2 separate regions of the Mus musculus genome follow, and region 2 is linked to region 1. Evidence: chromatin contacts called from public Hi-C data. All regions are on one chromosome and are shown on one strand. Each heading gives the region's core, a stretch centred on a gene start, on an enhancer-like site or on the middle of the called end of the contact. The rest is flanking DNA. Distances are from core to core; before and after follow the strand shown.

The links. Hi-C and Micro-C count contacts between places; a contact is called where the count stands out from the background.
Region 2: a contact with region 1 is called in a Hi-C map of cortical neurons, with 6 times the contacts expected there. The contact joins two enhancer-like sites. A contact is called at or near these places in 3 of 484 Hi-C or Micro-C datasets (cortical neurons and embryonic stem cells) and 1 of 9 other capture datasets (embryonic stem cells).

Annotation. Positions count from the first base shown.
Region 1 is chr6:135,090,934-135,096,559 of GRCm38.p6, reverse strand. No RefSeq gene overlaps it. Among named protein-coding and RNA genes, the nearest start is that of Gprc5d, 25 kb to the left of the region's middle. Within about 2 kb of position 3,244, at least 21 of the 459 cell types and tissues checked have an H3K27ac peak or open chromatin away from gene starts, as enhancers often do. A contact at or near this core is called in cortical neurons, where this site is marked.
Region 2 is chr6:135,641,083-135,646,415 of GRCm38.p6, reverse strand. No RefSeq gene overlaps it. Among named protein-coding and RNA genes, the nearest start is that of 4930425L21Rik, 15 kb to the left of the region's middle. Within about 2 kb of position 3,350, at least 22 of the 459 cell types and tissues checked have an H3K27ac peak or open chromatin away from gene starts, as enhancers often do. A contact at or near this core is called in cortical neurons, where this site is marked.

The DNA.
Region 1 (5,626 bases), core at 1,995-4,494:
AGAGGAACACGGATGCAGGCGAATGATGAGTATTGGCTATTGACTGTATCTATGCTCCTGGTTTTCATAATATTCAAGGGCCTTTGCAAACGAGTCCCATTTCATCACCACACCCACAGTGACATAATATTAAATCCATCCCAGCAAAAGCTCTAACCTATAGGCTCCTGCGGGGGGGGGGGGGTACAGCGGCCATATGCAGGTAGTGGCACCCTTTTCACCCTTTTGAGAGGATCTGGGGACTTCAGGAGGTGGGGCCTCGCTGAAAGAAGTATGTCCCTGAGGTGAATGCTTGGGAGTCTCTTGGTCGAGGGTCCTTGCTCCCTGTTCTCTCTGCTTCCTCTCTAAGGTGAAGAAGGTTCTGTGCCACACGCTCCTGTCAACACAATGTCCCCAAGTACACGGGGCCAGGTGACTGACTACTCGTTGACCCTCCAAAACCATGAACATTACTGATCTTTGCTCCCTTAGGAGGTGTGTCAGGGGTTTGGTCACAGCCATAAAAACAGTGACTAAAACACAAAACCAGGAAGGGGAGAATTCTTCTGAAAAACACATCTTCCAGCCGGAGGGTGGACTAACACATAACAGTAAAGGGGGAGCACATCCAAGAGCACAGAGGAAAGCTCGTCCGTCCACACTCTTGTGAAGAGTTGAGGAACTGTTTGTAGTGACAATGGAGGAAAGGAGAACCGTGAGGCTGGGGAGATGGCTCTGTCAGTAAAGCGTTGGTCACGCAAGCATGAGCAGTTGAGTTCAATGCCCACAACCCATGCTGGGGGCTGGGAGGAGGGTAAGGAAGGAGTGGTGGTGGACTATGATTGCAGTTGTACTGCCAGAGAGGCAGGTAGGTGGGTCCCTGGGGCGCTCTGGCCAGCCAGCCTAGTGGGTGAGCTCTAAGCCAATAGGAGACCCTGTCTCAAAAATAATCTCAGCAGGTGGCGGGATGCAGAAGGTAAAGGCATTGGCATTGGCTGCAAAGTCTGATGGCCTAAGAGTGATCCCTGGGGCCCACTGGGTTGAAGGAAAGAACAGGCTTCTACAAGCTGTCCTCTGACCTCTACATATGTCCCATGACACACTCGTGTCCACACACACAAATACATAAATAAAAATGTTTTAAAATATAAGGTGGGTCACATTTGAGGAACAACACTCAAGGTTGCCCTCTGGCTTCCACATGGACATGCACACGTATGCAAAGGCACACACACACACACACACACCTGAACATAGGCACACACACACACACACCCCTGAACACACACAAGGTAAAAGATAATATAACCAGATAAGCCCTTCGTGAACAACCTAGGGAAATCTGGATAAACACTGAATAAACAGCTGAATCTGCTGTTGGTCCCTTGACTTCATCAGACTTTAACAATCAGGACTTGAATCATGGCAGTCACATAGCTGAGCAGTAGAATGTCAGTCTCAAGCCAGCTATGCTGTATGTGATGCCACTGACACAGGAGTCATGATGGTGACAGTTACCTTGGTTGCCTTTCAGTCAGGGATCCCAAAGCTGGTTTTGTTGAAAACATTGGCTCTTCCCTTTGAGCTAAGAGAGTGCGGGCCAAGAATATCACCATGCTGCTCCCCCCTCCTTCCCCCTTTCTTCTTCTTCTTCTTCTTCTTCTTCTTCTTCTTCTTCTTCTTCTTCTTCTTCTTCTTCTTCTTCTTCTTCTTCTTCTTCCCCTACACTTCCCCCTCCCCCTCCTCCTTCCCCTCCCCCTTTCCCTCCCCTTCCTCCTCCTCCTTCTTCCTTCTTCCTCCTCCTCCCCCACGCCTCCTCCTCCTCCCCCTCCTCCTCCCCCTCCTCCTCCTTCTTCTCGAGACAGCATCTCAATATGAAGCTTTGTCTGACCTGGAACTTGGGAAGCTTGAACTCAAAGAGATCTACCCTCCTCTACCTTCCCAATGCTGGGATCAAAGGTCTGCCTCTCCACAGTCAGCTATACTGCCGTGTTCTGAGCATGCATTCTGGAAAGAGCTGTGAAGACTGGACACATCCATGAAGACTACTTTACCTCTCACCCTCACCACCTTCACCCACACTTCAGGCCAAACACACACACACACACACACACACACACACACACACACACACACACACACACCAGGATTAATCTAATACTCGTGAAATCCTCCTCAGCCTCTAGGATCCTGTCTCTAATATCTAGAGCCACCGTTCCTGGCTCACGCTGCATCTTTATCACATAAGCACCCCCAAATCCTGTCCTGATGACGTCGCTAGGCCTGAGGTCTATCTTCACATGCACAGCCACTTCATGAATAAATTTGCCTTTAAAAAATTACTCATTTTATTTTATATGTATGAGTGTTTGTCTGCATGAATGTATGTGCATCACATGTGTGCCTGGTGCCCAAGGAGACAAGAAGAAGGTATTGGATTCCCTGGAACCTGAGTTCCAGGTGGCTAAGAGCCTCCATGTGGGTGCTGGGAATCAAACCTGTGCCCTCTGGGTCTTAAAGGCCGAGCCATCTCTCTAGCTCCTGAATAAACTTTCTCTTTGGAAAATCCCATTACTTGTTATAATTGGCATAGGTAAAAAGGGGCCTGGTTTGGTGACATGGTATTTCGCCAGCCATAGCAGTGTATGCACACTGAAACCCCAGCACTCAAGATATTGAGGCAGAGGTCTTTAAGTTTCAGGCCAGCTTGGCTTGCATAATGTATCTTAGGTGATCCTAGATCCTGTTAGTTGGTTATTAGCCATCACAACAGGCCAGATCTGCAAACTCTAAGAGCTCTGAGATCTTTTGAGCCTACCTGGTCCATCATTACCAAACAGAACCCCACGACAGCCCCAACATAGCATCACTCAACGTGGAAACCCCTAGCTAGCAAGAGGGAAGCTCAGCTTCACAGGAAGCTGCCTTAGGCTTAGCCTCCTGAAAATGGCTAGCGGCTGGGCACCTGCTCTGCAGTGATTATTGGTCAGCACACTGCTGTCAATCCCAGGTCTGAGACGGCCCACCTACCCTGACTGCCAGCCCCACTGCCTGGCAGCTTCACCTTGGTGGACATAACTCGGTCTCCTGGTGTTTCAAGTATGCAGGCACTAAATAAGTGTGTATATGAGGGGGTGACAATAATAATAATGCCTAGAGCGTCCCCATGTATTCATTTACATGGAACTAAAGTGCATGAAGCAGAGCCCGACAGTGAATAAGCACGCAGCCAAGCGTTGTCTGTGATGACGTTGACGTGCCTACAGCATCCTCTCCTCTCCTCTCAGATCGAATGTTTCCAGCCCCATCTGCCATGCTGTGCACCCTGGAATTCTAAAAACAGCCCACACATGCAAATGAGATGCAGATAAATGGAGTCAATATTCAGGCTAGGGTAATGGGCACACCCCCAGTCAGAGGGACCAGCATATGTCTTAGCTTAGGCTTCCTAATGGTACCAGGACTGCCCAGGCCACAGAGTCCCAGCACAGGCTCAAAGACATCTAAAACCCTTAGGAGTGGGTTGGTTTTTTTGTCCATCAAAACTGCTGTCTACCAATGTTTTTCTAACATATGTTTATGTAACCATTGGAGACCATGAATACATTTACATATATTAAACTCTCTTCTAACTTTGTTGCGATGTGTCAGTGTTCTGGTTTTATTTTTTCTACTTCTGTTGTCATGTTGGAAATGTGATACATGTTTTATTTTGGGCCGAGTGATTGATAAGACGTTAGTCAAACGCCTTTACAGGCGATCTATTAGAGATGTCTGACAACCTAGCCCCTCCCCTATGCTTTTTCACATTGATTTTGTGTTGTATATGTGTGTGCACCTGAGCCTGTGTGCTGTGGACACATTTGGAGGTCAGAGGACAGCTTGCTAGAGTCGGGTCTCTCCTTCCACCACGTGGGTTTCAGGGATTGAACTTGGGTCCTCAGCCTTAACAGCAAGCACCTTTACCTACTGAGCCATCTCATAGGCCCACAAATGTTTAAGTGTTTAATTTTTCTTCCCGAGACAGGGTTTCTCTGTGAAACAGTCCTAGCTGTCTTGCAACTCTCTTTGTAGGCCAGGCTAGCCTTGAACCCTAGTACTGGGATTAAAGGAATGTGCACCACACCTGACCACTATTAACTCTTAACTCTGACTTAGGTTTTGTCATTACCTCTGTCTTGCAGACATCATACTAAGATCAATATGTGCTTGTTCTATTTCAGTTTCTTGTGGGGAAAAAAACTCTAGAATAATCCTTCCTTCTACTGGAATATTTTATTTATCTATTTTGGCAATGATAGAAAAAGAATCCAGGATTTTCTGTCCCATGTGGTATTTTTTATTTATTTTTACTTTATTTCGTGTGAGGGTATTTGGGGGTATATGGTAGCAAGCATGTATATGTATGTAGCATGTATATGTATGTAGCAGGTACATGCAGTGCCCAAGGAGACCATAAGATATTACGGGATCCTCTGAAACTGGAGTTAACAGATAATTGTGAGCCATTGTGTGAGTGTTGGGAATCGAACCCAAGTCCTCTAGAAGATCAACCAATGTTCTTAACCACTGAGCCATTTCTCCAGCCCCCTTCCTATGGGTTTTTTTTCTTGCTTCTTCATGGTCCGAGATGGCAGCTGAGATTCTCAGTAACAAAATCAGGCTGACAGGATGAGAGAAGATAAATCTGCCATTCTCCTAGGTCTTTGAGCAGCACGTCAAATCCAGAGCCAATCACTCCATGTTTGCTTAGTGTGCCCAAGGCTGACCACGGTCTCAGCTCTGCTCATCAGTGACTTCAGATTAACCAGTCGTCAGTCAGAACCTAGACTGTGGCTTCAAGTGTGTCCTGGTAAGACCCCACCATTGTGGATGCTCTTGAGAGCTCCAGCCAAGGGCATTCACGTGCATTATGGCAACCCAGAAAGATGGCAGCACACTACAGTCATTCCATCTTATCGAGGGAAGGGCTGAGGCACAGCTTTATGTAGGTGGGGGGGGGGGGGAGATGGTGCTGGGTACAAGCATTGTCTCTGAGCTCACGCACAGCTATCCTGAGTCATCAGAGAGGTGCTTTGAATTGAGTTGTAACAAGTCCAGCAGAACCAGTACATCAATGCATGGAAGAGACCAGAGAGGGAGACAGCTGGGAGCAGGAGGGGTTGCTTGCATGTGTGGTAACAAATCCCATTAAAGCATCGTCTCCCTCTCCCCCTCCCCCTCCCCTTCCCAGTCTTCTTCTTCTTCCTCAGTTTCATTTATTTATTTAGAGACAATTTCTCATGTAGCCCAGGCTGACCCTAAACCCACCAAGAAGCTAAAGATGACTCTGAACTCTTGATCGTTCTGTATCTATCTCCTGTGTACTGGGATTACAGGTGCACACCACCACACCTACTAACGCTTCATTTTTTTAAACTGTTTCTTCTTTTGTGGAGGTGAGGAGTGGAAAAGGGATCTTGTGTAACCCAGGCTGGCCTTATTTTTACTATGTGGCCCAAGGCTGGCCTTGAACTCCTGGTTGTCATGCCTCTCCCTCAGAAGGGCTGAGATTGCCCCATCTGTTTTTCTTGTAAGGGTGGGGAGGGAAGCAGAGTCTTCTGTATCCCAAACAGGCCTACAAGATTTGTGACAACTTTCAGTTGTC
Region 2 (5,333 bases), core at 2,101-4,600, 550 kb before region 1:
TAGGTGCACATATGTGCAGGGTGCAGAGAGGCCAGAAGAGGGCAGAAAATTCCCAGAACTGGAGTTAACAGAAAGCTGTGAACCACCCTGTGGGTGCAGGGCTCTGAAACCAGGTCTTCTGCAAAAGCAGGAAGTGTTCTTACCCACCTAGCAATCTTTCCATCCCCAAGCCATTTGGGTTTTTGTTAAGCTTTGGTATCAGGAGTTGGTGGGAAAGAGTTTGTCTCAGCAAAAATCAAGAGGGAGAAAAGAATGAAATTCCACTGTCATTGCCATTTGCCTACCTGTTGTGTGTTGTTCTCACTTCTCTGACAATGTGTTGAGATCTTCAGTAGTAAAAGTGAAGATGTTCAGGAATGATAAAGTGCTTATCCAGTAAGAACCTACAGATCCCACATGTGGGGAATATTATTAGACTCAACAGGACCACCAAGTCTAATGTTGTATGTTATCTAATCTTCTACATATAAGGTGAGTAGAAAACATAGCAAGATTAAGAGCTTCTTCGGAGCTATCCCATAAGCTCTTTCATAGCCCCTACTCACTTCCCCTTTCTAAAGCTCAAATCCTCCTGTTGAGTAAACTGTGGATCCAATGAGGACAGGATAAGTGCACCACAAAGAAATGTTCCTAGGAAAGTCCCCGATCCCTGAATCCTGATTAGTGAGAAATCTAACTGGAACTTGACATAGGTATTTGCACCTGTACTGGCTAGTTTTGTGTCAACTTGACACAGCTGGAGTTATCACAGAGAAAGGAGCTTCAGTTGAGGAAATGCCTCCATGAGATCCATTTTCTCAATTAGTGAAGAAGGGGGAAAGGCCCCTTGTGGGTGGGACCATCTCTGAGCTGGTAGTCTTGGTTCTATAAGAGAGCAGGCTGAGCAAGCCAGGGGAAGCAAGCCAGTAAGGAACATCCCTCCATGACCTCTGTATCAGCTCCTGCTTCTTGCCCTGCTTGAGGTCCAATCCTGACTTCCTTTGGTGATGAACAGCAGTGTGGAAGTGTAAGCTGAATAAACCCTTTCCTCCCCAACTTGTTTCTTGCTCATGATGTTTGTGCAGGAATAGAAACCCTGACTAAGACAGAACCTTTTGTGATTTTTGTGCTTAGAAGCTCTACAGTATTCTGACTCAGGGTTGTATTTCAGCTGAGTTTGTTTTGTGTCCCTGATAGATCAGTAGCTGCTTGATTACAATAAACTTCTGTACTGCATTGACTTGGTGTTTGAGTTGTATTTGAACCAAGCAGACCCCCAACAGTGCACTGAAGGATTATGTTATCCTGGCCCTTTCCTATTTCTCTATGTGCTTCTGGCCTTCAATAGGTGAACATCTCTATTTCATTATGTCCTTTCTGCCAAAATTATCTTTACCACAAGCCCACAGCAACAGAACTAAAGGGCTGTGGACTGAGGCCTCTGCATCCATGAGGCAAACTAAATCTTTTACCTTTTCAATTGTGTATTTCAGGTATGTATCAGACAATGGGAAGTTAACACATATCTACCTCCATCTCATATCCCTTCAGTTTGTGCCAGGAGTTATCAAGGAGATGCTTAAAAACTAGTGATCTTTCTGAGATGGTTCCACCATGGACTGTACAGTTACTGACAGATTTGCTTCTGCAGGCAAGGCCCAGGAGAATTTAATTTTAGGAAAGATTCCTGCTACTAATATGCTTTTCCTATTATTATCAAATATATACAACAATCATTAGGTATTAGCCCACCCTTTTGAGCAGATTTCTGCAGAACAACAAAGAAGTACAGTCTTGTAATGATGCTATATAGACAAAGAGATGATTTTCTAATTCTTCATGATGATCCTATAAGAATCCCTAAAATTATATTAGTAATTATTAAGCTCCTTTATAATAGGACTGATATTAAGTCCTCTCTGATAATCAAAACTGCAGTGAGAACTCTGCCAATCTTCAAGTATCATGACTTAAAAGCTTTTGAGATATCAGGCAGGCATCTGCAACTTAGAATACATTCCAAGAGGTTCTAAAACCATTAACCAAAGGTCATAATTGGGAACTAAGGAGTTGCTATAGGTACAAGGACAGAAGATAAGATATTGACTGGGTTTATATATACACAAAACTTCACTAATAACTTAGCCCCAAAAGGTATGGATTTTTAACTCTCCATGAACCTGTAGAGCTAGTGACAGATGATGAATGTTTAGCCAGATAATTACTCCTAATGGATATGCATGTAAACATTCTCTGTTGTGAACTTCTTATCCGATTTACGATTTGAATTTATGTGTAAACTTGTGATGCACTTTTTACCATGTGATCATGTATTCTGAAACATGTATAAGTGCTGAGGACAAAGAGGGAGACAATCCCCTTCCTCCCTTCTTTTTTTTTTTCCCTTAGAGAATTTTTATAGAAAATTCTTTAGAATGTATAAATAAAGACTGAAATCACTTTTCAAAGTGTCCCTTTTTCTTCCTGCAACTTCAACTAGCAGGGTAGAGCCTCACAGTTCCTGTGGAGATAGAAACAAAGGCTGCTTTACTTAATCTCCTGCTCTTTTAAGATGAGGTGCTGGGGAACTTAGAAGGCAGGCCAGCTACTGAAGCAAAGTAACTTAGACTTTAGATAGATGTATTATTATTATTAACCAGCAACCCTAAATATCTCATCTTGTAAGGCCAAGTCTTACCCCCTCCCCCCATGCCCCTGCCAATGTTCTTCCCCCTCTGCTGCCTCAAGAAGAACCAACAAGAAAGAAGAACAGCTGAGGCTAGCCCCAGCAGGTTTGTATATGTTCTTTCCCCTTTACTTTGTGGTTTCTAAGGTGAGGTGCTCCCACCCTGCTTCTCCTCCTCTATCTGGTTTTCACTGTACTTTTACAAAGACTTGTGTTTACTTTTAGAAATGTTGGCTGACTACATTGTACTGGGGCCCAGACTCTGGATTTTAGGAAGAGCCAGGTCCTAAGAGACAGGTTCTGTCTCATGGGTATTATGATGGACAGGAGCTCCAGGCTCCATCATCTCTCCCCAGAGTTCAATTCGCCTACATACTCCCTGTGGCAGGAAGCATGCTGCACATGGTGCCAGCAGAATTCTTATGTTCCTAACTGTGAGAATATTTCCTCTGAAAATTAAAAATTAAATGAGAACAACAGGCTACTTTTTTTTTCTTCTAACTTCTCTCCTTCCCCTCTTATCTCCCCTATGTGGCTGACTACAACTTCTCAGACCATGAAGGATGAGAATAAAGCATTCATCAGCAGTTGCTATAAAGTGTGTGTATGTATGTGTGTGGCTTGAATGGAGATGAGGACTATGCTTTGCACAGGGAGCATTAGGAGGAGGGAGCCACTCTGGGCAGTGCTCCCCAGCTGAGCTCCTCCTCACGCCTCCATATGCATTCCTCGCACCACCATCAGACTGGGACATGAGCTGCACATAATTAATTTTTATTGAAAGACTGTTTTTGTCTGCAGACATTGTGTTCTGCTTTTGCTGTGACGATAGAGTCTCCAGTATAATTTTGGATTTAATTATAGTTCTATTTCGAGGGAATGAAGAAGAAGGGGGAAAAATCCACCCTATGTCAGAGGAACAGATAATTGGTGATGCCAGGTGGAACTGAGACATGGGTTCTGGGGATGGGAACAGTTGCTTCCGGCTGATTCAGATCTCATGAACCATTCAGCTGGCTTTGGTTGGGTTCACAAATCCCTGAACCAACCCCCCATTTCTAGATTCAGATTTAAGCCAGGATGCTGAATGAAGGACAAAAATGAGAGATGGGAATCTAAAATTACACATGTACACCAGACAGACCCTCACCCTCCCTCATCTGAACTCTTCCTATCCCCTGGTATTCCTGGTGCATTAAGCCAGGTTAGGATTTTCCACATGCAAGATCATTCAATTCCATAGTCCTTGGCAGGGCCCAGAATCTATTCATAATGGGCTGTGGGATTGTCAGAAACCTTTTGCTTTTAAGAAGCTATCAACTGATGATCTCAAAGAGATGCAAAACTTCAGCAGGACCAGGGAACAGTGAAGGATTTATCTGAGCAGCTGGCACAAGAGCATTATGTCACACAGAGAGAAGAAATACAAATAGGCAGAGCAGAGCGTTCAGGAATAAGAGTGTGTCATCACAAGTGATCAAGCCAGATGATGTTCTCAGAGCTCTACTTTAGCAGAGAAATCAGTTGGTTTTTCAGGGCTGACCCTTGAACCACTGCTTGACAGTAAAGACCTGTGAGTCTACCTACCTGGGAGACAGTGGAGGGAAGGTAACAAGTTCAAGGCATGGATGGGCTATGTAGTGAGCTCAAAGACAAGCCTTGGAAATTTAGGGAGATCTTATCTCTAAGTGAAAATGAGAAAATGGGCTAAGAATGTAGCTCAGTGGTACAACCTTTGCCTAACATATATGCAAGGGTGTAGGTTCAATCCCTGGTACTGGAAAGTAAAACCATAATAAGATTAACTAAAAGGAGGCAGGGTGGTATGATCTGTTGGAAAGTCCAGGTAATATTAGTTGGTGGTTTCTGATTGGTTACATTTAAGTCTTAGTTTGTTCTTTACTCTGATTCGTCATCCAGTAATTCAAAATACTGAAGTCATTTGTGCCAGCAATGTCACTGTTTTCTTTCTTTCTTTTTTCTTTTACTGAAAATAGATTCTTTTCTCACGCAATATATTCTGATTATAGTTTCCCCTCCTTCTACTCCTCTAAGATCTTCCCTCCCGTCCCATCTCCCCTTGCAACCACCCCTTCCCTTCATATCCACTCCTTTCCTGCCTCTCATTAGAAGAGAACAGGCTTCTAAGAGATAACAACCAAATATGACACAATAAACTAAGATGAAGCAAAACTATCATATCAAAGTTGGACCCAGCAACCCAATGGGAGGAGTAGGGTCCCAAGAGCAGGCACAAGAGTCAGAGACCCACTCATTCTCACAGTCAGGAATCCCATAAAAATACTAAGCTAGTAGCTAATACACACACACACACTTGAGTGCACACACACACACACACACACACACACACACACACACACACACGATCTGGTACAGAACAATGTAGGCCCTATGCTCACTGCTTCAGCCTCTGTGAGTTCATTTGAACCTTGCATAGTTGATTCAGAGAGATGTGTTTCTCCTGGTGTTCTCTATCTCCTCTGTCTCTTACAATCTTTCAGTCTCCTCTTCTGTGACATTCCCTGGACTATGAGGGGAGGGTTTTGTTGGAGACCTCCCTTTTAGTCTCTCTCTCCCTGTAGTGTCTGGATGTGGCTTTCTGCATCTGTTCTCATCTGCTGCTGGAGAAACCTCTCTGATGATGACT